Linked DNA regions of Pan troglodytes: region 1 is linked to region 2. The links are chromatin contacts, called in public Hi-C maps. All regions are on one chromosome and are shown on one strand. The core of a region is the stretch at or near the end of the contact, and the rest is flanking DNA. Distances in the headings are between cores, read along the strand shown. Region 1 holds the start of PAWR (pro-apoptotic WT1 regulator). Region 2 overlaps SYT1 (synaptotagmin 1).

The links. A called contact is a pair of places that touch in the nucleus more often than the background predicts.
Region 1: a Hi-C map of stem cell-derived neural progenitor cells shows a contact between it and region 2, with 3 times the contacts expected there. The contact joins the promoter of PAWR here to the enhancer-like site in region 2. A contact is called at or near these places in 1 of 7 Hi-C or Micro-C datasets (stem cell-derived neural progenitor cells) and 1 of 1 datasets of contacts at active chromatin or transcription factors (stem cell-derived excitatory neurons).

Annotation. Positions count from the first base shown.
Region 1 is chr10:86,483,914-86,487,979 of NHGRI_mPanTro3-v2.0_pri, forward strand. It overlaps PAWR (pro-apoptotic WT1 regulator), which reads right to left and starts at 2,351. Exons shown (of 6, transcript XM_016923906.4): 1 at 1,520-2,351. The coding sequence starts at 2,035. It overlaps LOC134807535, which reads right to left. Exons shown (of 3, transcript XM_063786186.1): 2 at 2,664-3,213; 3 at 2,054-2,182. The coding sequence ends at 2,061.
Region 2 is chr10:86,201,720-86,205,687 of NHGRI_mPanTro3-v2.0_pri, forward strand. The region is part of intron 9 of SYT1 (synaptotagmin 1); the gene reads left to right. Among named protein-coding and RNA genes, the nearest start is that of MIR1252, 11 kb to the right of the region's middle. Within about 2 kb of position 1,957, at least 2 of the 24 cell types and tissues checked have an H3K27ac peak or open chromatin away from gene starts, as enhancers often do. A contact at or near this core is called in stem cell-derived neural progenitor cells, where this site is marked.

The DNA of each region.
Region 1 (4,066 bases), core at 1,101-3,600, 280 kb after region 2:
CCAGTAAACATTACCCTTGTTTAAAAAAAAAAAAAGTACTTGAAAAATAATTTTAGCACATGCAGCCAGAAAAAAAGTGAAGTTTAACATCTGCCAAGATATTTCCCAAAATAAGACCGCTGTCAGATGAACAATGAGGAAAAGATTGAAAATGACAAATTCTTTTATTTGGATCATCAGCTACTTTTAAAAATCAAGTTGAGGAATGTAGCTTTTCCAAAGCCTTGTCTTCAATTTCCCCTTAATCTTCATATTTTTAACTAAAAAAAAAAAAAAAACCTAGAAATTTGATTACCACTCTTACGAATTCCTTCTAAAACAATTTAATGAATAACAGATCTTTTGTGCAAGTAGCAAACCGCAGAGGACAGTTTTGCTGGCTGATAAAAATCTCTGAAACGCTCATATAAATACATCCTACAAAGACACACTATGATTTAACAGGTATGGAAATCATAATACTAAAAATTTAGGTATATTTAATATACACCCTAACTTATTGCAAATGCTTCTACTTAAACCACAATTAAAGTTGAGTAAAATTAGAAAGCCAGGAGAAGAAAAAGTGAAAGCTAAAGAGTCAATGAGAAAAAGATGCAACTATTTTAGGTGAAACAAGGTAGTTGAACCACTTCCTCAAATCCATGAGCTACTATCAAAGTAACCAAAACTTGTTTGAGATTGTTTTGTCTTGTTTCTGGTAGAGGGAGGTGTGATTATACACTTAGTAAAAATGTTTTACCAGTCACTCTAATGGAAGATGCTGCTACCTGTAACAACGTTTCGAAAATGCTCAAAACTGCAAACAACCCAAAACAAACAAAAACCCTACCACATGTTTTTCAGACACAGTACTCAAAAAGAGATCGTCTTAGCGAACAGAATTGTGGGTTACTAAATCATCCCTATTGTCCTAAATATCACTCAGAAAAACACTGTGTGTGTGTTTAGGAGCACAACTTATAAACAGTTGATTTATATATAAAATAGTGCACGTATTCATTTGGATATACTCATCTTGAGCTCACTGTAAGATAAAGCTGTCTTGGATATTGCTAAGGCAACATTTTCTTTACAGATGTTATTAAGCATTGGTAAGAAAGGAGAAATAAACTGGTAACTTCACATGGGCACCTGAGACCCTAGAGAATGTCGTCACCATTAATCAATTTTTCTAACTGATCAAGCATAAACAGCCAAGTCCAGGTGGCCAAGTCAGCCAAGTCCAGGTGGGCAAGTCCTGGAGCCATAAGTTGTCTTTCTACCACGGTAAAAAAGGATCCTGGATCTGAGACCTGGCCAGGAAGCCTGAAAAGCACGTGTCCTACTCTGAGTTTGGGGAACTTCCCAGGAAGCATTTGTTCAGAGTAAAACTCCATCACCCCCTGCCTGCCTAACTCGGTGAAGGGACAAGTACGAGCCAGGGGAGGTAAACTCTGGGCCCCGGGTAGCTCCCAGGAGGAAGACACCGGGAGGCAGCTGCCCGGCCCGGTCCGGCTGCGGCCCCCGCCCGGCTCACCTCTGCGGCAGGGATGTTGACCACGCCGGTGGAGCGCCGCTTCTCCCGCAGCTTCCTCTTCTCGATCTGCCCCTTGCCTTTCCTGGCACTGGGGCCCGAGCTCTTGCCCTTCTCCGGGACGCCGTCCGGCTCCTCCTCGTCACGCCGGGGCGGCGGTGCAGCCGAGGTAGAGGCGGCTGGGGGCTCGTCCTCCGACCGCCGCGGGCCGGGGGCCGCCCGCGTCAGCATGGCGGAGCCGACCGCGCAGTTCACGCCCCCGGGACCGGGGACGGCAGGTGCGGCCGGCGCGCCGCCCGGGAGGTTGTTGTTGAGCTCGTTGGCAGCGGCGGCCGCCGGGGTGCCCAGAGCCCCCGCGGGGGGCTTCCCAGCGGCGTCGCTGCTGCCCCCTCCCGGGGGGGCCGGGCCCGGGGGGTTCTGCTTGGCGCGCATCTTCTCGCGTTTCGCCTTCCACTCCTCCAGGAAGTCTGTGGTGCTGCCGCCGAGGCCGCTGCTGGTCCGGTAGCCACCGGTCGCCATATTCCCAAAGGGGCCGGTCGGGCTCTCACCTCAGGCCGCCCACCAGGGCTCCGGCCGCTGCCTCCTCTTCCTTCCTGCGGCCCCGAGGATGCCAGGAGACGACCTCCAGGAGAGGGACGGCCGCCGCTCCCACAGCAGCCGGCGGGGCTGAGGTGAAAGACAAAAGGGGGCGGGTAAGGGAAGCGTTAAGATCCCCGCCCGACCCGAGGGTCTGCCCCCGGGCTGCGCCCCTTGGAGTCCTCGAGCGCGCCCACCAGTCACTACCGGCCAGCAGCCGCCGGGTCCCCACCCTGCAAAGTTTCTCCCATGCACCTACAGTACGGACCCCGACGATCGCCGCCCCTAGAAGGGAGGAGAGAGGACTGACCCCACCCCCAAGTCGGCCCGCCCGCCCCATCCCCACCAAGGTCCGCGCCGGCGGCGGTCGAGATACTAGGGCCAGACCCGCCACCTGTCGGCTCGTCGTATCGCCTGCTCCGCGCTCTGGCCACCGCCGGTCCGAGGTCCCCGTCAGCTACAACCCCACTCCCAAGGCGAGGCGCGGAGCTCCTAGCCGGTTCGCAGAGGAGGCGGGGACCCAGCTGTCCCGCCGAGCGTGGAAAGGACCGGGTGTGAGCGAGCGCCTTACCTCGGAGGAGCTTGTAGGGGACGAGGCGTAGGGCTGGGATCCGGCTCCCAGGTGTGCCGAAGCTGGCGCGCGCTCTTCCGCCGCGCGGAAAGTGCCGCGGCAAACTCGCGGTGCGGAGCTCCAGGCAATCCCAGGACAGGAGGGAGGGAGAAGAAGGAGGGAGGGAGGGAGGGAGGGAGCCAGGGGCGGGAAGGGAGCCGAGCGGCGCCGAAGCACGAGCGGAAAAGGCCGAGGCGGCGCGCGAGGGGCGCGGCGCGCGGTGGGAAGGGTCGTGGCCGCTGACGCCCCGCCCCCGGCGCTCAGGTGCGCGGCGTCGCGTCCGGCCCGCCGCTGCAGCCTGCTCTGCGCCAGCCGTCCTCTGCCCCGCACCCGCCGCAGACCACACCGCGCCCGCCGCGCTCCGCCCGCGGCCGGCGAGTTGGACCGCACATTCCTGGGCTAGCAGCCTCGCGGCGTCCGGCCTCCCGGCGCCTCCGACTCCGGGGCGGGAACGGCACTCCACGCCCTTCTTGCTTGTCTTCTCCGCCTCTCTCTTCTCCCACCACTCTTCCTTTTAAGTACAAGACCGTATTATTTGAGAGAAAGTCTCGAACGCTGCTGGCTAAGGGGAAAAGTGCGATAACTTGTGATGATTCAGGGAATGACTAGACAGGATGGGAAAATACCCACGTGTCTCTTTTCCTAGTCGCTGCTCCCTTTTCAGATGTACTAGGGCAGCGGGCAGGAGAATAGAAAGACCTGAGACAAACCCAGCACCCTCCTTCTAAGAAAACTGCGGTGTCCTGGTGAAAACGGTTGGCTAAGAGGAAGGACTTACTAGTATCTTAGGGTTGCGGGAGAAAAAAACTCAGTTCGACAGTTTATTGTATTGGCGATTCCAGTCTTGGAGTTTTCCCCTTAACCCTATCTCTGCCTCTCCTCTTTACAGAGAATGAATTTAGCAGCAAAGCTCCCTACCAAAGTACTAACGCTGCACTGATGCTAATTTGAGATGAGCTGGGGCAGTGATTGTCTCTATTTTTTCATTATTAACATGCCAGAGGCTTATCCTCTGATGCAAGTCATCTGAAATTTCTGGATCAGAGCGGGGTGGGCTGTCACTGACGCACCTAAGACTGACCTTTCTATATCCAGGTAATGTCAGGGCACATCATTGTGGGAGGCTACAAATGCCAGGTCTCCATTTTGTAAAAAAGTAGGAGAGCCCTAAGTCACGCTCTTACCTAACATAAACCTTTCTTCCTACTTAATATTCCTGTTTTGCCCAGGTAGCACATGGTGAGTGAGCAATCAGTGTTTGCCTGCCACAGAACTGGGAACAGAAGAAAGTGATTCACATGCTCTATATTTCTCAGGGACAGTTTTGGTCTTTGGTCTGGCTGTTGTGGGAAACGTATGGCGAG
Region 2 (3,968 bases), core at 707-3,206:
TACCTTTCATGAAAGAAAAAACATTATGGACAGGTGGTCAGATACTTCCTAAACAACAATCACAAGTTGCACTGCACTGTGGTGACTGGTATGTCTGTAGCTGCAGGTTAAGCACTATCTCAAGCATAGAGGTGACCCTTGGGGCAAGATAGTGCCTCTGAGCTTCTAAGGGTTACATGTTATAGGTCTGATTTCCACCTTATTCTATACACTCTCTGAAACTTCCAAAGATTCTGCTGCATAAATCAACCTCATGCCCAAGTTGGTGGCAGCAGAAATGAACCTTAACTTAGCCCAAAAGGGTTTGAAGAGAACCAAGAAATAAAGCTAGAACCAGATCCAGCACTATCATTATTCTCATGCTACTTTTTAAAGTCTTGTCCACATTATTCAGTGATAGAAAACTGATGTTAGGAACACTGAGCACCTAAGTGTCACTCACTCTGATCTCTAGTTGCTGCTTCTGATAACTTTCACCAATTAGCACAGGCTTAGAGTCAGATTATCTGGGTTTGAATACCAGTTCTGCTACTTAATAGTGGTGTAATCTTGGGGAAGTGCTTAAATTCTCTGTATTTTTCAATAAAATATTGATCACAATAGCACCTACCTCACAGAATTGTAGTGAGAAAGAAAGTGAGTTAATATTTGAAAGTCCTTGAAAAGTGTGTGGCACATGTCAGCCCTCCCGGAATGTCTGCTATTTTTATTACTGCAGCCATTATTATTCTGGTGTAGAGGTGAACTACCCTGTTTTGGAGGCCATAAAGACCTTGATTCAAATCCTGCCATTATCACTTACTATCCCTATGGCCCTGGACAAGTTAATTCATGGTTCTGAGCCTCAGTTTATTTATCTGTTAAAAAGGGATAATAATGCTTGTTTCATCAAGCTATGGCAAGTATTAAGATGGCATGTGACAGTGCTTAGCACAGGCCCTGACAAATAAGTAATTTGTATTCTTTTTTATCCTCCATGATACACTCTTTTCTCTGGGTTTATCACTAGAACTCCCCCGGGATGATCTGTTACTTATGACTAATCATACTCTGTACTTATACCACTAATATTATTTGAGTGAAACAAACTTAAATTCAGCATCAGGAACTACCTTGAAAGGAAAATAGACTCATAAGAGTAGTCTCTTCCAGTTTTGAGAAGAAAAGATGCCATCCTACAAGTATGGTAAAGGTCTTGATGAGGGAGGTAGGACCATGACAGTACCACCACGCCTTCGTCTCACTTCCCCACCACAACTGAGTGATCTAGCCACCCTCTAGAGTTGCTACCACCATTCGTTGGGAAGCCATGAAGTCAAAGAAAAGTTTGAGACCTGGGATAGTTGTCCCCATTTGTCATAACATTGGGATAGCTCTGATCGTCACATTCTCAGAAATGCAAATACTAAGCTCTGAGAAGATACAGTCTTCTTTGTGAATCACCTCCATCCCAATTTTTGACCTCACTTTTAGGTGGGATGTATCTACAGCACAGAGTCTGTGACTCTGAGATACATCAAAGACTATTTGGTGGCCCCTCCTGAAATCAGAAGAGGATGTAATTTGCTGTGGTTTTTGCAACTCTCTTACGCACAGTCCAAGCAAAGAACATTATAGTTTTAGAGTGGATGTGGCTGTCCTTACTCTGGTATACTCACAGGAGAAGGACATTGCTGTCTTCTTTCCTTCCATCTTTGATCACATCACTACTGTATTGTGACCTCTTCTTCCCAGAAGAACAACAGTTTTATCCTCTTAATCTTGTTCAAACTGCCTTCTAACACTGACCACCACCAAAAGATGTTGCTTCGAGAAGAGGCTGAATGGAGAACCTTAAATGCATGGGGAATATTCCTGACTCTCATTGAAATCAGTTTATCCTGGGTATTACACTTGAATTTAAAGCAAATGTATGCACAGGCAATCCTGGGTGAGCTACTCTGAACAGGAGATGGCAGTAGCAGCCAAGGATTTGGGCAGCCCTTTCTAGTCCTAACAGAGGGGATTTCCTATTGGTTCATTGTCGATTCTGGACTGCAGTTTTGCCTCACCAAAGCCAAGGTGGCTAAATAATATGCCCAAGATCCCAGACCTTGCTGAATTTCACAACTATTGAAGAATTAGAAATTGCTCAAATTGAAGGCTGAACGACCAAGTGAACACTGTGGGGAGCTTTTACTAAGTCTCACTGCAGAGGAAGGGAGGAGCCCTACAGGAAATAAACAGATATGCCCACTTAGCTTGGCATTAGTGGGTTTATTGGAAGGAGCAAGGATCGGAGATCCAGTGCACATTCTTACTGAGACTTTGAGCAAGTCATTTAGCGAGGTGATTCAGCCCATGCTCTCATGTGGATTCAGGGAATAAAGAAGTCTTCCTCACAGACTTTACAAAGGGTTCAGTAAGATAACAGCCAGGAAAACTCATTTTCTAAACTATGACATGCTATAAAAATACAAGAAGGACATTTTGGTTGGTTTTAGGTCATTTCTTTGAATTTGTCCTGGCGCCTCCAAATTTCCTAGACCACATTTTTTTCTTTCCTTTTCTTTCTTTTTTTTTTTTTCCAAGTAATATGGTCAGAAGCTGTTTGACTATGAGTCTATTATTTCTCTGATAATTATAATTTCCCGGAGAGTTATGGCACACAAATTACTTTGTAATAGCTCTAAATTCTTTGCTTTATCCTGAGTCTACAATTATGCACTTATCCATGCTCCTGTCATCTGTGGTACTGATTTATGGAACCTCTGTTCTCTGATCTCCTCATTTCTTACCTCTGCCTCCTTTAAAACTCAAGAAATGTGGCAGCAAGGTCAAATTTCTCATCGGGCCAGCATTACATTCTCAGGTGTAATCATTACCGTCTTAATAAAGCAAGCAGTTAGTTCCACAATGGTCTGTTTAATCCACTAGATAATTGCTAAGCCTTAATTATATAACCCAGCATACTGTCCCTTGCTATAATTCCAGAACCACCATGTTGTGGTTTGAAACATCTATTAATTTGGTGCAAATATTAATTAAAAATTTATTTCTAGCCAAGAATATGATGGATCAAGTGCCATGTATTAAAAAAGGAAAATATAATTAATCTTAACCAATTTCACTTCGAGCAAAAACAATGTAACTGGAAAGTTTTCTGGTAACTGCCACACACTTACAGACTTTTTTCAAAATTTGAAAAAAAGTATGTCTAAATTTTAAAGTATTGCAGTATCAGTTTGGTATTATGGTAGAGGATTTATAAGCCATGCAACTGCACAAAATTTTTGATATCGTTAATAAGGCAAAGATATATTACTTCACTTTGTTCTGCTTGTGACCTAGAGTGAATTTTATTCATATCAAAATTAGACCTTACTAGCTTCTTATACCTGAATGGCCTAGAGGTAGAGAAATGTCCAGAACAGCCTTATTAGAGAGTGGGGTGCATGACAAGACCATAATCTAAAGCCAGTTTTCAGTTTTATTATTTACTTTGCTGCCTTGATCATTTTTCTGCACTCATTTGGCTTGAAGGCATAGACATTCCCTGTTGATTATCTCGGCTTGGCAGTGGGTTTCTGCTACACATTTTGATTCCTTATATGGTAGTAGGAGAGGATTTTGTATGAGTTCCAGCGAGTTTCTCTGGGCTTGTGGAATGCAGCAAGGAAAGAATCCTACAGAGATGAAAACATGAATATTTGCATTGATTAAAGAGAAAAATGAAAGAAAGAAAAAGTATCACTCTAAACTGTTTTTTTCCTTTTCTTACTCTGTTCACTTCACTTCTAATAATGTCTTACACTTTTGGGGGTGGGAGGAATTAATGCTGTGTGTTCTTTTATTGCTCATATCTTCATGGCCATTTCAAAAATTATTTTGAAATGCTGAGTGTGTTTACAGAGGCAATGTTAACAAAATAGTTTTCATCATCATCAAGGTTTGAATCCCTGAAGCACCCTATCCCTCTGTTCTACAAA